2 separate regions of the Mus musculus genome follow, and region 2 is linked to region 1. Evidence: chromatin contacts called from public Hi-C data. All regions are on one chromosome and are shown on one strand. Each heading gives the region's core, a stretch centred on a gene start, on an enhancer-like site or on the middle of the called end of the contact. The rest is flanking DNA. Distances are from core to core; before and after follow the strand shown.

The links. Hi-C and Micro-C count contacts between places; a contact is called where the count stands out from the background.
Region 2: a contact with region 1 is called in a Hi-C map of the N1E-115 cell line, with 3 times the contacts expected there. The contact joins the promoter of Aym1 here to the promoter of Tmem211 in region 1. A contact is called at or near these places in 1 of 484 Hi-C or Micro-C datasets (the N1E-115 cell line) and 1 of 115 datasets of contacts at active chromatin or transcription factors (pancreatic cancer cells).

Annotation. Positions count from the first base shown.
Region 1 is chr5:113,225,078-113,229,729 of GRCm38.p6, reverse strand. Tmem211 (transmembrane protein 211) reads right to left here and starts at 2,821. Exons shown (of 5, transcript NM_001033428.2): 1 at 2,729-2,821.
Region 2 is chr5:113,354,944-113,359,595 of GRCm38.p6, reverse strand. Aym1 (activator of yeast meiotic promoters 1) reads right to left here and starts at 2,302. Exons shown (of 1, transcript NM_001012726.2): 1 at 1,775-2,302. The coding sequence starts at 2,079. The coding sequence ends at 1,942. It also overlaps 1700016C19Rik.

The sequences.
Region 1 (4,652 bases), core at 1,572-4,071:
GGATCCCAGTCTCTCAATGGTTAAGTCCTGATCTCACAGTGACCCCCAACCTCAACAGAACACAGTAGGGAACATGACATAATCAGGGTTTTTTTTTGTTGTTGTTGTTGTTTTGTTTTGTTTGTTTGTTTTTTCGAGACAGGGTTTCTCTGTATAGCCCTGGCTGTCCTGGAATTCACTTTGTAGACCAGGCTGGCCTCGAACTCAGAAATCTGCCTGTCTCTGCCTCTCAAGTGCTGGGATTAAAGGCATGCACCACCACTGCCGGGCTCAGGGGTTTTTTTTTTTTTTTTGCTTTTTTTGTTTTTTGTTTTTTTAAAGGAACTTAGGGTCATGTAAACAAAACAGGACCTTAAGACAAATGGCCTCTATATCCACCCATCCACCCATCCATCCATCCATCCATCCACCCATCCATCATCATCATCCATCCGTCTGTCTGTCTATCTGTCTGTCTGTCTCAGTTAGGGTTTTACTGCTGTGAACAGACACCATGACCAAGGCAAGTCTTATAAGGACAACATTTAATTGGGACTGGTTTACAGGTTCAGAGGTTCAGTCCATTATCATCAAGGTGGGAGCATAGCAGCATCTAGCAGGCATGGTGCAGGAGGAGCTGAGAGTTCTACATCTGAAGGCTGCTAGCAGAATACAGACTTCCAGGCAGCTAGGATGAGGGTCTTAAAGCCCACACCCACAGTGACACACCTCCTCCAACAGGACCACACCTACTCGAACAGCGCCACACCTCCTAATAGTGCTACTCCCTGGGTGAAGCATATCAAACCATCCCACTATCTAATTATCATCTAGATGTCTATGTATTACCTACCTGTCTATCCATCTACCTGTCTATTTATCAATGTATCTATCTCTATCACTGTCTGTCTGTCTATCATCTATCTATAAGCATCTATCTCTCTATCCCTTCCTCCCACCCACTCATGTGTGTAGCTATCCTATTATCTTTCCACCCCACACCATACTAATTAAGCATCTAGTACATGCTACGGTCTATCCTGGATGCTAGGTCGACCTCATTTTTTTTTTTAAATCACCATGTGGTTGCTGGGATTTGAACTCAGGACCTTTGGAAGAGCAACTGGCGCTCTTAACCACTGAGCGATCTCTCCAGCCCTCCTGGGTGCTAGGAACTGAACACGGGTCAGGACAGCCACAGCCTCTCTCCTGTGGATCCCACCCCTGCCTGAGGAAGAGAGATGTTGAGGAACTAAATCAATATATGAAGCAGATGTGAGGCAGTGTCATAGGAAACAATGGGATAGAGAGATAATCTGTGTGGAAGGGTCTTACAAAGCCTTGTGAGAAAGCCAAGTCTGACCTAAAGGTGGAGATGGGGGAGCTGTGTGTAGGTGTGGAAAGAGCACTACAGGCTGAGTGTGGCGCAGGTGCAAAGGCCCTGAGGCCAGCACATGCAGGGCACATCAGCAGAAGCAGAGAGGCCTCTCGGGTGGTTGGAATACAGAGTGATGGGGTGGTGGAGCCCCAGCATGGACAAACAGTGGTCAAGCTGTGCAGCAACCATGGAGGTGAAAGTCAACCTGACCAGATTTGCTGAAGGTATGAGAGGGAGTGTGTGTGTGTGTGTGTGTGTGTGTGTGTGTGTGTGTGTGTGAGATATCCCCAGGGCTTTTGGCCTGGAGTCTGGACCTGAGTGATAAGAGCTGGATCAGAGAAAGCAGTGGCTGAACAGGAGGCTGTGGCACTGAACCATGTGCATGGCAGATAGATGATCAATAGATGAGAGATAGATAGATAGATAGATAGATGAGAGATAGATAGATGAGAGATAGATAGATGAGAGATACATGAGAGATAGAGGGATGATAGATAGATAATTGATAGATGATAGATAAATTGATTGATAGATGATAGATAGGTAGATGGATGATAGATAGATTAATTGATAGATGATAGGTAGGTAGATAGATGATAGATAGGTAGATAGATGATAGATGGATGATAAATTAATTGATAGATGTTAGGTAGATAGATGATAGATAGATAAATAGATACATAGATGATAGATAAATTGATTGATAGATGATAGATGATCGATAGATGATAGATGATAAATACATAGATAGATAGATGATAGATAGATAGATGATATACAGACAGACAGACAGACAAATAGACAGATAGGGGATAGATACATAGAGACAGAGATGGCCAGGCTGCCCAGGCGAGACCTGAGGTCCTTCAACACATGGTCTCTTTCACTAGTATATGCCTCAACCAGGCCTGCTGGCTCTGTCACCTGGGACAAACAATACAATGGCTCAAAGCCTCTGTTTCCCCAACTACAAGATCCCTGGCCTACAACAGGGCTGCTTGACGTTTGGAGGGATGGGTTCCTTTGAACATATGATTTTTAAACTGTGGCTGTGTTCCACATTCAAGCTTCAAACCACACAGAGACACGAGCACACGACAGTGTGTGGTTCTAGGGCTCCCAGGGCCCCTAAGCAGTGCCTGAGGCCAGCCCGGCTCCTCCCCTGATATTCCCTCATCACTTTGGGTCAGGCTTCTTCAAGGTTACCTCTACAATGTGACCTCCCCTCATCCAGCTCTGGCTTAGAAGCTCTGGCCTGGAATGTAAATCTGTGAGCTTTAAAAAGGTGTCTTCCCCTTTAAAGGTCACATTCAGGTGGGTAAGCAGAGCAGGGTCACGTGAGGCGCTGGTCCGAGAAGAGTGTGTACTCACCCGTGCAAGGTTTCCTTCCTGAAATCAATAGCTATTCACTCTGGGCTGACGGATGGGCTGGACTGAGAGGGCAACTCCAGTCTCAAATAGGATGGGAGGAGGGGATGGTTTCCTGGGTAGGAGAAGGCACCGCTAGGGGTCCCAGAGCTACTATTAAATACTGGGGTCCAAACTGGGTATCCAAGCGTCCACCCCGAGTCTCACTGGCTTCATAGGAAGCCAGTGCTGCAGGATGCGCCAGCAGAGGGCGCGCTCACTCCACCTTCTTTCCGTGGGCTAATTCCCATGGCTTCTAGCTGAGGCTTGGCCAGCTTCACCGAGCATTTCCTGTAATTGTTCCCTTCCCTTCCCTTTCTCCAAGTCTGTCTTCCCTCGCTCCTGTTGGACTGGGATCACCTTCCCAAAGACGCCCGAACACGCCCAAGTTTGCCTGGGGCTCTGTTTGCCAGACCGAGCTTCCTGCTATGTGAATGAGTTCCAGCTCCCTCCTCTGCGGGTGAGGGCTGGAGAGACATCACCTCTTGAAGGGTTGTGGCCCTCGAAGCAGAATCCCCTGGATTGGTACCCCGCTAGTTTCACTAGTATCATCTCTACTGGGGAACTCGGGGTCTCCTTTGTGGATTATCTGTCGCCCGGTAAATTTAGAAGGAAACTCTTTAGAGGAGTTTGAGAGAAAGCAGGTCAGGTGGGCTGGAGGGAGTAGCTGCCTGTAGGAGGGGGGTGGAGAGTCAGAGCTGGTCAGTTACAGGTCAGGAAAGCAGGAACAGGAGCTGGGGATGCCTGGAGCATCCATTTACCTCCAGGAGCAGGCTTCCAGGTAGGAATCCAGACAGCGGGCAGGCTCATCCAGGAGGATCTGAGCCGCAGCATGCCTGGGTGCAGTTTGGGTTATATGAGCGTGCATCTCATTAAAGGCACAGTTATTTTTCCCATCTTCGCTTAATTGTATTCTGAGCACCGTCTCACTTAGCCCAGGCATACCTTGACTTCTCTTTGACGCCGCGGATAACCCACTGCCTCCACCCTACCATGCAGCCCTGCAGCATCCCAGATGGGATCGAACCCAGGGCTGGTAACCGCTGTCCAGTGAGCCACAGACCCCTACTCTCCGCCTCAACCCCCCTCCCCGCCCCCTGCGCGCCATCATCCAACGCGTCTTCGGGTTCTGTTTTCCTACTCAGGTGATTGGCAGAGCAAGTGAGACATCGCGAGAGGATAATGGTGTCCCTGCTGTCTCAGAACCATAATTTAGATTGCGTCTCTTCCCGGCTTGGAGGTATGATTCAGGTCCCTGTCCTTTTGCCCAAAACCCCTAAAAGAATAAATTTCAATTAATTAAAGAAGAAAAAAAAAATCCATCTTCCCCTGGGCCTCAGGAAAATCAAATCTTGAGGAGAGGCCCCGGGACACTCTCCCTTTTCTACGAAATCAGTGTGTTACCATGGAAACGGGAGGCGGAGTCCAAGGATGATTCTGAGAGGGAGGGTCTGTAATAAATAGCAAGACAAAGCAACTTAGTGGAGAAAGGCTTGTTCTGGCTTCACACTTTCCTAGGGACACAACCCATCACGGCGGGGCGGGGGGTGGGGGGAGTGTGGTGGCCAAGGAGTCGGAGTCCGGCTGGGGAAGCAAAGAGTGGACAGGAAGTAGAGCCAGGCCATGAAACCCCAAGGCCTTCCTTTCCCCCAGTGACTCACTTCCTCTCCTCTCCTTCCTAGAGCAGCGATTCTCAACTTTCCTAACTCTGCGACCCTTTAACACAGTTCCTCATGCTGTGCTGACCCCCCCACCCCACCCCGGCCATAAAATTAGTTCATTGCTACTTTCATAGCTGTAAAACTTTGCTACTGTTACGAATCATAATGCAAAAGTCTGATATGCCACATGCTCCTAAATGACCCACCTCAGGGGTCGTGACCCGCAG
Region 2 (4,652 bases), core at 1,053-3,552, 130 kb before region 1:
CTGCTTCTTGGGGCTTCAGTCCAAGGTGGATAAAAGCCTCCTCAAGACATAAAGTAAAAAGTCAGACAAACGGCGCCACATGCTGCATGCGGTTCAAGGAGCCATGATGCTGATGTTCTGTTACTGTTTCATGATACAAAGGATGGCCCTGAAATATAGCTATCAAAACTATAAGCTTGTTCCGCTTGTAGGCTGCTACACCATGAAAAACTATTCAAAAGGGAAAGGCCCGAGTTCAGGCTCTGCGAGGGCGCCTCTGTGATGTCCTCAGAACCGGCTCCTTACCCTGATCTTTTAGCCCATCCTGTCCCACTGTGACACAAGACTGCAGAGTTTATTGGGGGGGGGGCGACACACATTTATTCTTACCTCTAGAGTCTGGGAAAGTCTGAGATCAAGGGATGAGGGCAACCGTTCTGGCCGGTATTGTCATCCCAGGGCGCCTCCAGGCAAGAGAGAGCAGGCTCAGTCTGCCTTCACGTCAGCCCACCTCTCCAGGGAGGAAGCCACACCCTCAACATCCATTCACAACAGCTACACGGTCAGAGAGAACTGACCCGAACGTGACCCCCCATGGCTCAGCCTCACTGCAATTTCCCGTTCCAACCCAGGCTCCTTGAGGAACACCACTCAGCCCACAGCTGTCGCCAAGGTGCAGCCAGCCCTGCAAGGGGGCTCCAGGGAGCCTCCCTGTGCGACAGCTCCAGTTTCAGACCAGCGTGAGGAGTCAGCAGGTAAGTCTTACACCCCTTCCCAGAGTTCCCAAACAGGGTCCCCATCCACGTCCTGCAGTAACTCAAGAGACGCCCGTGAGATGCTACCCACAACTAAGGGCAGCACGAGTGTGTGCCATGCGAGGCTCTCTACAGAGTACAACTCATGTTTATTAGTTGAAAAATTATACAGTAAATTCTGATCGTGGTTTCTGCTCCAGGCATCTCCTCCCAGATCCTCCCGCCTCTTCCAACACCAGACTTCCTTTCTCTTTCTTTTCATAAAACAATGCGGCAAATTTAAAAAAGAAAAAAAAAATTCAAATGAAAAGGAAAAAAAATTAAGACAAAATCAGAAAACATAATATACAAACAAGACTAGTAACACACCGAGGGACACAGGGGAGGAAGGCAAAGGGGAAAAAGAGAGGGGGTGTGGGGAGGGAGGGGGAGAGAGAGCACAAAACACAAATCTCAAACAAAAATATGAGACCAAAAAAACCCTGCCAAGGATGCCATCGAGTTCTTTTCCTGGTGGCCACATGCTGCTGGACACTGGACCTACCCTTAAATGTAGTTTATATACCCAGTGAGACGAAACTGGAGAAACTCCTTTCAGGCCCTTAAAAGACTGGAAGGGTATTTTTTGTTTGTTTGTTTGTTTTTTGGTTAGGAATTGGGGGAGTTCAGTTCCCCCAGTAGATGCTATGAACATATCTGCTTTGACCCTGTGCAGGCCCTGTGCACCAGTTGTTATTTCTGAGCGTGGAAGGTGGCATTTGGGTATCGGCCTCCGCATCATCCTGTTCTTGAAGCAGAGTTCACAGAACCATGGCAGCACACACACAGAGTCTAACTCTTAAACCTGAGAGGCCAGAGAGACCCCAGGCCCGGGGGCTGATTGCAGGATTCTCTTGTCTGGAAATGGAAACTTGAAGTACAAGTAAGAGGATTTACTGGAAATGACATTTAGGCATTTAGTGGCACAAGCAGGGCAGGGCACAGCCAATACACAGATGAGTCTCATTGGCTGTGTGCCAACCTTTTTTTTTTTTTTTTTTAGTTCCCTGACAGCTACAGGCTGGGGGGAGAGCAGGGATTGGGAGGGGGCATGTTTTAGGATGATGTGTGCTCCATTAACTCTTCGTGCTCCAGGAGGATGTGAAGTGGAAATTTGAAGCCCACTTCTTTCCCACCAGGGGCATCGGCTGAGAGCAGAGAGCAGCATTTACTTATTCCCTGAACTACCTGAGCACAGCAACAAGCTCAGTGGAGAATGACCCCGTGCAGTGCGCGTGCTCCTCTCTCTAAGAGATAATGGAACTAGAGCATCCTCAGAAAGTTCTGTGAGAGCACGGGGCTTCATTGCTAGACAGGGAGGGGTGTGTAGACTCACAAGGTTAGCATTTCCTTCTCAGCCCACCCTGGTCCACAGTTCAGTTGCCCTGGCATTTCTGAGTGGTGTCCTCTGTCTTGGTCTCAGTGCTCTGCCCCCCACCCCTGCAGTGGCTTCTCCGGGTGAGGGCAGGAGGACACCCAGGCACTGTTCCCAAAGCTTCTGCAGGACGCAGGAGCTGCTCAGCCAGCAGCTGCCCCTCTGCCGGGCACACAGCTCCGGGGGGGGGGGGGTTGCAGGGGGAGGGGGCGGTGCTGGCAGCTCTGGAGCTGGAGCAGGGAAGAGGGGACCAGTCCTGCTCTAGCTCAGAGCCCTTAGGGAGATTCCCTCCCATCCCACCCCCCACCCCAAGGCCCAGAGGGAAGATCTGCAGCCTTTGAGCACTCCAGTCCCTTATCCCACCCCTACCCTCTTCAGCCTCTCACTCCAGCAACCTGTGTGTGTGAGCTCACATGTGTTTCCTCCGGCATCTGTTACATGGGCCTGGGCAGCATTTTCTGAGCCCACTTCCAGCTTCTTTACTCACAGATTCCAAATATTTGTGCCAACCGTGGGCCACGCATGGCCAAGCCCAATGGCACGCAGGTGAAAGAGAAGGTAGAAGTTGCTTCTAAATTTACACCAAACTTCCAAACTACCTGCTTGTGTCCCGGGCACCCTTTGTCCTTATGGCCTGCCCAGGCTCTAGGGTATAAAAGACCTGTAAAAAGCGATAGCTGCCCCCAGCATCCTTACAGACCCCGCCCCCTGGCTTCCCTTAGCCGGCTGCAATCCCAGAGCTGCCCCTGCTCCAGCTTGCAGGACATCTCAAGGACCCAGTGACATTGCATGGGTGGTTGGTTAGTGTGTTTTCTAGATACCATTCCACGACCCAGCACCCTGGGTTCCTCTCTGCATCCCTGCTGAATTCTGCAGGCCTCCCCACTGGTGAGCCCGCCTCACAGCCCAGTTTGCTGTTTACTGACCTTATTATCTCTGGTAGAGGTGAGAGAGTTTGTAGGCTTGCGCCGCACACACCCGGACGTGTCCAAGACCCTTGCATAAAAAAGACTGCATTCAGAGCCCTGGGAGAATTCAGAAGGGTCCAGAGGGATGGCTGAGCATGCAGACACCGCTGCTAATGGAGAAGGAGCAGGAGTTCCAGTTCAACAGGGACACGGGACACGACTCGGCAGTCATGTGCTCACATCTATCACGTCTGCTAATGAGCTTTCCTGCCCAGGGCTGGGGCTCCATAATAGAGCTCTGAAGACAGCTCCAACCAGAGTTCCAGACCTCGGCTGTGAGCCCTGGCCCCCACTGTACCACCATCCAGAGTAAAAAACTCGACCCAAGGTTTCCCGCCACATCAGAGAAGGGAGGTGCCTCGACTCTCTTCCCCAGTGCCCTTTAGGAAGAGAGGCAGGACACCCTGTTGTTGGTTTCTCTGGTGTCGGACACCAGCAGACACCGTCGTATGCATCACACATGGGGGAAAAGTCTGGGGAGGAGAATGGGAGATTCCTATGCGCACACATGGATGAAGAGATTCTGTCCCACTGTACCTCCTGAGACTGGGTCTGAGAGTCACCACCCTAGACCCAGACATGCCAGGACCCACTGCCCCATGCTCTCCCCTCTCCCTGCCCAGGCTCTTGGGCTCCCTCTCCAATGCCATCATAAGCATAGCAGAGGAGCTTGGAGGGAGAGGGACGCCCCATTCTGGGGCCTTGTAAAGCTGCTGCATCCCATGTCTGGAAGCAAGCATGGCTGCCCTGCCCTCTCGTTCCCCCACACCCCCTTCCAGCCCATCTGCATACTCATGCTCCCACCCTAACTCTCTCAGCTCAAACTGCACCTAGTAAGGCCTGCATCATAGGACCCACACCAGCCTCACCTCCCTAGTGCGAGCGGTTCCTCCCCCCTCGAGTAAAAGAACTCGCCTCTCTCTGCTGGGAAAGACAAAGACACTTGGCATCTCAGGGGACCTCAGCCACAGTGCTTGTCCCAGTCTCCCTCCCATGTGGCAGTGGCACCTGACCCCCTTCTGTGGACTGCATCCCCCCCCCCCCCCCCCGCCCAGAGTTCTCAAACTTACACCATAGTGAGTTGCCACACCCTGCTGCCATCCCTGCCCTCAGGCGCAGGCTCACACCACAAAACAATACAATAAAACTCACAAAACAACACAAAAGTGGTACCAGTCACATGTGCAGCCCTTTTCCTTCATGTAACATAGAAGCTTAGACGGTCCCCACGGCCCTTCCGGGTTCTTAGAGCCTGTGGCTCACTCAGCAGTAAGGGTTCGTCAGAGCCTTCAAAGCTCAGTTTAAAAGTCAGCTCCTCCAAGGGGTCCCTGTGAGTCTTTCTGTCATTCTGAGCCTGTCCTGCTTTTCTAAACAGTGTGCTCGTGCACAGTTTGTCCTGACATATTGTGTCTCCCCCTACCATTTTAAAAATCTCTCTAAATGGGAGTGACCTAAACGTACTACTAGTCAGAGGTCAGAGACTAGCACCATGGATTAAACAGCAGTGAGACCTAACCACATGTTGTGTACAAAAAG